2 separate regions of the Mus musculus genome follow, and region 2 is linked to region 1. A link is a contact called in public promoter capture Hi-C data. All regions are on one chromosome and are shown on one strand. The core of a region is the stretch at or near the end of the contact, and the rest is flanking DNA. Distances in the headings are between cores, read along the strand shown.

Evidence for each region. Promoter capture Hi-C pulls out the DNA fragments that hold promoters and counts their contacts.
Region 2: a contact with region 1 is called in a promoter capture Hi-C map of pre-B cells, with 3 times the contacts expected there. The contact joins the promoter of Ext2 here to the promoter of 4631405J19Rik in region 1. A contact is called at or near these places in 1 of 39 promoter capture datasets (pre-B cells) and 1 of 115 datasets of contacts at active chromatin or transcription factors (astrocytes).

What each region holds. Positions count from the first base shown.
Region 1 is chr2:93,027,600-93,031,267 of GRCm38.p6, forward strand. 4631405J19Rik (RIKEN cDNA 4631405J19 gene) reads left to right here and starts at 1,749. Exons shown (of 6, transcript NR_110333.1): 1 at 1,749-2,048; 2 at 2,539-2,575; 3 at 2,799-2,960; 4 at 3,277-3,356. The region is part of intron 1 of Prdm11 (PR domain containing 11); the gene reads right to left.
Region 2 is chr2:93,821,202-93,825,085 of GRCm38.p6, forward strand. Ext2 (exostosin glycosyltransferase 2) reads right to left here and starts at 1,367. Exons shown (of 14, transcript NM_010163.3): 1 at 1,186-1,367.

The sequences.
Region 1 (3,668 bases), core at 499-2,998:
GTATGCTCATCACATTCTTCCCTGTGATTTGAGGGCAGGGTGATCTACCTGTCCTGCCAATGCAGTTATCTGCCATGCAGGGGGAGCCTACTGTGCGCGGAGCTGCTGGCAATAAAGTTGTTCTGATCCTTTGTACTCTAGTACAGACACTATGGTCCTGGGATTCTTCTATGACTCTTGTGTGTGTGTGTGTGTGTGTGTGTGTGTGTGTGTGGTAGTCATGTATAAACACCAGAGTAAGCAGTTTTTCCATGAAGGTGGAAGGGCTCACGTACAGATCCATGAGTTGGCAGAGATCCTGGCTTGGCCCTGCCCTTTCGCAAGCACCTACTCTACACATGATCTCACTCCTCACTGTTCCCTTCCTATGGGTGACAGGGCAGGAGCTCTGCTTCAAAAGGACAAGCAGCGTGGGGAGCTACTGAAGCTTACAGATGAAGGAGACCAAGGGGGATGATGTCGGCTAATAAACCTGCGTATGTATGGTGACACGGGCACTACCACTCGTAATGTCTGCTTGTCACACCTGTGGGACAGACTGCGGTTGTGGGACTGCACTGGTGGAGCTGACAAGCTCAGAAGGAAGAGGCTCTGCAGAGCAGTGACACTGCCAGGAAGGTGACCTTCCTCACGGGCCTCCAGGAAGGAGGTGGGAGGGGGGACGCTCTAATGTGACAATGCCCTGGCAGAGTGGGGTGTCTTCTAAACCCAGTGGAGGGCACCCATTCCCTCCCTTGTGGCCTGTCCTCCTGCAGTTCTGCATGCCAGCACTGTCCTACCTGCTGGGAATCCAGAGAACAGGGTTCCTGTCCTCATGGGTCAGCAGCTATGCCTATGGGAATGCCTTACTGACCCTTATTTTTTCTGGCACCGACTGTCTGGTGTCTTGGGGACACTTAGGTGTGTGATTGTGAAGACCAACCAGTCAGAGCCTGGATCAGCAGTCCTCAGTGATTAGTGCACCTTCCTTCCTATTGCCTCAGGGTGGACAGGTAGGAGACCCAGCCAATGGATGAAGGGGTGGAGTGTCCCAGGAGACCACTGCGAAGAGAAAAGGATGCAGAACAGCTGTGCCTGCTGCCAGGCTTGTGCCTCACCCCCACCCACAACCCCACCCCAGTGGCTGCCTGTGAGGAGAGCCAGTACAGAAGAAAGCAGAGAAGGCTGGACGGTGTCCTGAAGACACTGTACGAGCCCCTGGAGCCAATGCTGCCTGAAGCTCTCAGGATCCTCTTGGACCTCGAGCTCAGCCACATGCATTCCATTTTTGCGTGACGGCTGAGTTTCTGGCAGGTGGTGATTCCATAAAGTCCACGACCTTGCAAACAGTTTTCCTTCGCTTTTCAGATGGAAGTTCAGAGAGGTTAAGTGGCTTGACCAAAGCTGCACAGCAGCCATATGCAATCTTACCAGCACAAAGCCTACCCTCCTGCTACTATTCTCAGGTGGCACCCCTGTAGGACAGGTGATGAACTGCAACTAAGAGAGGAAGGGATTCTGTCCAGGACAGGTCTTCCTGAGAGGATCCCACAAGAAAATCACTGTCGAACCTGCTCCACCCTGAGGCAACAGGAAGGAAGGAAGTATATGTAGGTGGCACACTGGCAGCTGTTGCTATCTCAACTTTTCTTTCTGCCGGTTTTAAAGAAACAGAAGAACCCTCAGGAAAGCCTGGGGTGTCTGCTCTCTACAGTCAGACAGGCTGGTCACATTGCGCAGGTGGCTCCACACAGTGGCGGTGTGCTGGACGCAAGTGGGAGCCCTGCTCAGATGAGCCAGCCTCCCCAGCTCTGAAGGCAGGCAGCCAGGCAGCCAGCCTCTGAGTTTCCTGTGGTGGCCTCCGAGCTGGTGACCTGTATGGCAGACTGAGGACCTGGGATGCATCCAGCTGCCAGCTCGACTTCCTCTGGACTGCTCCCTACCCTGAGCCCCGCAGACTCGGAGCTCAAGTGGATGACATCTTGTGCTCCCAGAGGTACAGGAGGCCGGAAATGAGAGCACAGGCAGCCAGGTCCCTGCAAGGAGCAGCTCAAGTAGAATCGGGGAAGGCAAGTGGCAGAGGGACACGCCCTGCTGTGATCAGAACTAGAGAAGCCTCCCATTGTCCCTTTATAAAATGAGACAAGTCGGGCTGTGCTGCTGTGAGCCTGGGACCTCTTCCACTTAGGCGCTGAGCCCCACTCTCCCTGTCTGAACAATGAGGCGACTGGGCTTCATTTCCTTCATTACCTGCTTGCTCTGGCTTTCTGTGACTACAATGTAGGGGTGGGATGGGGTGGGGGGGGCGCATCCAAAAACTCACAGCACTGGACCAGCAAGTGACAAACACCTTCCCATCAACCTCCTTACTCTACCACAGAAGCCAACATAAGCTATGGTAAACAAACAAACAAACAAACAAACAAACAAAACCCTGATGGATTCCAGCCCTGGGATCCACTGCACCATTTATACCAAATCATGACAGCCCAGGGGAACCCCACACGGACACAGCATGCTAGCACCCAACTAGCAGAGTCCTTTCCATTTCTCTCACAGGTCCCCGAATGGGAAATGAATCATGAAAACCACGAAGGTAAAATTAGTCTGCCCTGCCAAGGAGTAATTTATGCTGTGACCAGCCCCTGGAGAGAGGACTGTACATGGGCTTGGGTTGGCCTCTGGGGTTGGCAGAGGGCAGCCTGGCCATCTGGAGCCCCTGTCTCCGGGCTCTTCTATTTCTGGCCTCTGCTTCCTGGGCTGTTGGCACGGGCTCTAGAGCTTTCCTAAGTCCCTCCTTGTTCCCTCCCTGGCAGCAGACCTCCAGCAAGCAGACATGCCTGGGTTCCAGTGAGCTGCCCATTCTGCTGCCCTCCGAGTTCACAGGTGAGGGAGAGTCAGCTCCGAGAGGATACTTGGGCAACTACAGGGATGCGACGAAGCAGGATCTGAACCCAGACCCCTTGATCTCCAGCCCTCAGGTGAGTGTGACAAGGGGACACTGGCAGCCCTCATACCTACTATGTGTTTTCCAGTCTCAGACCCAACAGCAAGCCCTCCATGTTCTATCCACTGGCAAGGTGGGGGGAGATCCCTTACTGACCCAGGGAGTGGGGCTTACAAAAGGCCACAGAGCAAGTGTGAATACCATTGTAGAGATCCTGCTATTGGGCTATTTGTGCAGAGTAAACGTGGCTGAGGGAATGAAGGATTCCCTGCATACAGGGGCCTATGTGGCTGTGTCACTCATAGAACTAACCAGACCCAGTAGAGACCCTGGGTATAGCTCTCATCTAGGCAGCTGTTTCTATTTGTGGGACCCATGAGGAACACAGGAGCCACTGAAGGAGGGGTTCATCTGAAGGCGAGTGAGTCAGGTAAGTTACCAGACCTTCCTGAGCTGTGTTAGAGATAGGCTCAGTGGAGGCTTGGGGCGGGGAGGGGATTGCGGGGGGTGGGGGGGGAGCGAGCACTGTAGGCTGAAAGAGTTCAATGGCAACACAAGTGTCCTGTATGAAGGTGGGCACACTATCTGCCCTCTGTCCCTCTGGTCCCAGAGCACCAGTAACACCCACAGCCGCCCTTGCAGAGAGAATGTACTTCCACTCCAGGGGCTGGCAGCTGAGCGTGTGTATGGCCAGCTGGGAGAAGCAGCACCTCCCCGCTAGGATGTAGCTCCAATCAGCTCT
Region 2 (3,884 bases), core at 117-2,616, 790 kb after region 1:
CTGAGTCACTGGAAATGACTCTAACACCCATCTACAGGCAGGGTGAGCCACTCGCCCCGTTCCTGGAATTGCTCCTTCCTAACACTGGCCTGAAACACCTTTCTTCCAAGCTCCGGGCTATAGCCAATCCACTCAGCCCAGCATTCCAAGTCACAATTTCCTGTTGTCTTAGCCTTTTTAGAGCTGTCCTGCCCGCTGAACAGCCTGCCACCGCTACACAGGAATGCTTCTGAAAGCAAAGAAGGCAAACAGACACAAACTTACGGTGCACAGCCATGACAGGATTAGAATTAGAGTTCCAGTGTGGCTCATTACCTCCAAAAAGGGTTTCCAATATAAAGACACTGTTTGACTGACCGTGGCAGTTACATCACGGTGAATACGTTAAGTACCCAAGTGAACACTTACCCTACACATGTGCATTTAGTATGTGCTACTTCATCCTCCTGACAGCACTGTGTGACAAACTTCTGAACCTCCCTGTGGTGGAGAAAGGTCAAGAGCAAGGCTAAGAACTTCCAGGGTTCCACAACAGAACTCCAAGGCTGGGCTTCAGCGCCCAGCAGCCTGGATCCTCAGATGACTACACAGGCTCTATAGAGCAACTAGGAGGTTTAAGTCAGGGAAAGTGACTGTAATAAAAACTCAACCGTGTTTATTATTCCCGTGAATCGCCTTGAGTTCCAGAGTACACACAAAGTTCAATTACACTACTTAGAACTAATGGCTGACTTTTAAAAATTGAAATGGACCTGCCCTAGACTCAAGACAACATCCACACTCCCTAAGTGATAGGGCGCTTCCAGATTGGCACCTGATAAGTGACACCAAACCATTATTTGACTCTCAAAACTGGACACTGTTCCCAGCATCCGGAGCGCATCTCCCAACGCTCGGAGCCAGTGGTTCCTTCCTGAGCCACCCTCTCCACCGCGTCCCACCCAGAACATGCACTGGACGACACCGGTCCTGGACAGCCAAGGTGTAAGGCCTTCCTGGGAGGACTCGGGTCCCACAACGCCCGATTACAACAGGAAGCAGAGGTTCTGGACAGGAGGTCAGGCCTGGGGACCGGGGCACAGGTACAGCAGGGGCCGCGGTGCAGCGCTGCGGCGCTCCTGCAGCCCCGGGGCTCCCAGAGGCCCAGCCCCGAGGCCCACCCGGCCGCCCGCGCGCCGCGCTCACCTCGGAACCGGCCGCTTCCCGCTCGGCCCCGCGCTCCGTCACCGGCTCTTGCCGCGGGCCGCGAGCCACGGCTGTGTCGGATCGCGCGGTGACGGGAGCCCGCCGCCAGCACCAGGTACCCTGGAGCCAGCGGGGAAGCCTGCGCCGGCCTCCAGTTCCCCACGGCTGACACGGCGCGCACTGCGCATGCGAAGCGGTAGCGCCGCGCCCCCTGCTGGACAGGAGGAGTCAGCGCACGTGAGCATTCCCGTTCGGGGCAAAGGCAGAGTGACAGCCAGGCGCACCAAGCTCTGGGATAAAACTGTGGAAAAGGCAAGCATTTGGGTCAGGCGTGGTGGCTTATATCCATAATCTCAGCACAGCAGAAGGATCACTCACTAGTTCCAGGCTAGCTTAGCCATAAAGAGACAATCTACAACTCTGCAAAGCATAGTTAGGCCCCCAGGGCAATTTGGCAGTATCCATCAAGGTGTAAAAAAAAAAAAAAAACTCCCTAGCCCTGCAATTCCAACCAACCTTCTTTGTAGTTTACCCTGCAGAAAGTCTCACCACTTATTGAAACATTCACCAGCCGGGCGAGGTGGCGCACGCCTTTAATCCCAGCACTCGGGAGGCAGAGGCAGGTGGATTTCTGAGTTCGAGGCCAGCCTGGTCTACAAAGTGAGTTCCAGGACATCTCCTGGCTATACAGAGAAACCCTGTCTCGAAAAACCAAAAAAAAAAAAAAAAAAAAAAGAAGAAGAAAGAAAAGAAAGAAAGAAACATTCACCGCACTATTTCTAATACTAGCAAGAAAGTAAACTGTAGGATTATGGAACAACGGAGAAGGAGTCGTCATACCAGTCAGCAAGGTAATATCTCCAAGACAGGCTAATGAGAAGCCACAGTCCCTTAAGAAGGGACAAGCACGATCACTTTTAGTTAAAATGTGCTTGTGCAAAATCAGAAGAGAGAAAATGTGTGAGCAGATGCTTGTGTCCAGGTGTAAGTATAATATTTTTCTGGGAAAAAAATCCAGCCGGGCAATGGTGGCGCACGCCTTTTATCCCAGCACTTGGGAGGCAGAGGTAGGCGGATTTCTGAGTTCGATGCCAGCCTGGTCTACAGAATGAGTTCCAGGACAGCCAGGGCGACACATAAAAACCCTGTCTCGAAAAACAAAACAAAACAAACAAACAAACAAAAATCCAAGACGCAGTTATAAAATTTTGGAAGTAACTGGAGCGGCATGCATAGTGGCATCTGTCACAAGGCAGCAAAAAGCTGAGTGACAGTTACTGAAAGGCTAATGAGGCAACCCAGCTTGCCATTGCTGGCTGTAGTTCTTCATCTGTCCACGAGATGCGAATGCATTTTGGTCCCGATTGTACTTTAGCGCCACCTCGTGGATATTGTTACTTACAGCTTAAATACCCACAGAGATTACTGTCTGGAGACCTAGGAAGACTTTCCTCACCAACAAAGATTCCAGTATTGGGGGGTTACTATCTCTTTGTCTTAGACCTAGAGAGATTGGAATGAGAAAAATCTAGGGACAGAAGGTTCTGTCCAAATTCCTCTTCCCACATCTAACAGAATGTGTCTCTATCCCTCAAACACACACACACACACACACACACACACACACACACTACTAAACTCACTATATACACCCATTTGAGAACTGGATGGGTGACGTCAATGTTGGCCAATGGTACCACAGCCAAATTCCTGGAATTCCACAGGACAGTGGCTTGTATCATTTTAAAAAGAAAACTTAAGGTTTATTATTATTATTATTATTATTATTGTTATTCTATCACGTATTGGTCTCTCTGTGTGAGAGAATTGCATGAAAGTGCATGCCAGAAGATGGCATTGGGTCTCCTGGAACTACAGGGAGTTGTAAACTGTCTGATGGTGCTAGGAATCAAACTCTGGTCCTCGAAAAGAGCAGCAAGTTCTCTAAACCACTGAATCATAACTCCAACCCAAGGTTTTACTTCTTAAAAGCAGGTCAGCTGTAGCTGTCTGCACTGGGAGATTTTGTCTTGTTTCTTATCTGTTTCCTTTGTATTTGTGTGTCTTTTTCAACATGTTTTTAATGCTTTGTACGTGTTAGCATTAAGTGAACGTTTACTGGGTTACAAAATTGTGTTATGCATGGCCTTTGGGAGCCCTTGCCTGCCTTGTTCACATTTTATAGCCTTAAGCTTGCATGGTGCCTGGAATATGGCACGTGTTCAGTGTTTGTTAAGTGACTAAAGGGGGCAAGATCACGAATGCGCTAACTAGGAATAAGACAAGTGTGCAAGTGAGGCTACATAAAGCAGAGAGTGAGAAGCTGAGAAGAGTGTAGATACAACGCTTCAGCCTCAAGAGGAAAGAGGCCACGTGCAACTGAAAATATCTAAGTGTTATTAGACGCGTTCTCACGACCGGCCAGGAAGAACACCACAGACCAGAATCTTCTGCGGCAAAGCTTTATTTCTTACATCTTCAGGAGCAAGCGTGTAAGAAGCAAGAGAGCAAGAAGCAAGAGAGAGAGAAAACGAAACCCCGTCCCTCTTAAGGAGCATTCTCCTTCGCCTCGGACGTGTCACTCCCTGATTGGCTGCAGCCCATCGGCCGAGTTGACGTCACGGGGAAGGCAGAGCACAAGTAGTCATAAGATACCCTTGGCACATGCGCAGATTATTTGTTTACCACTTAGAACACAG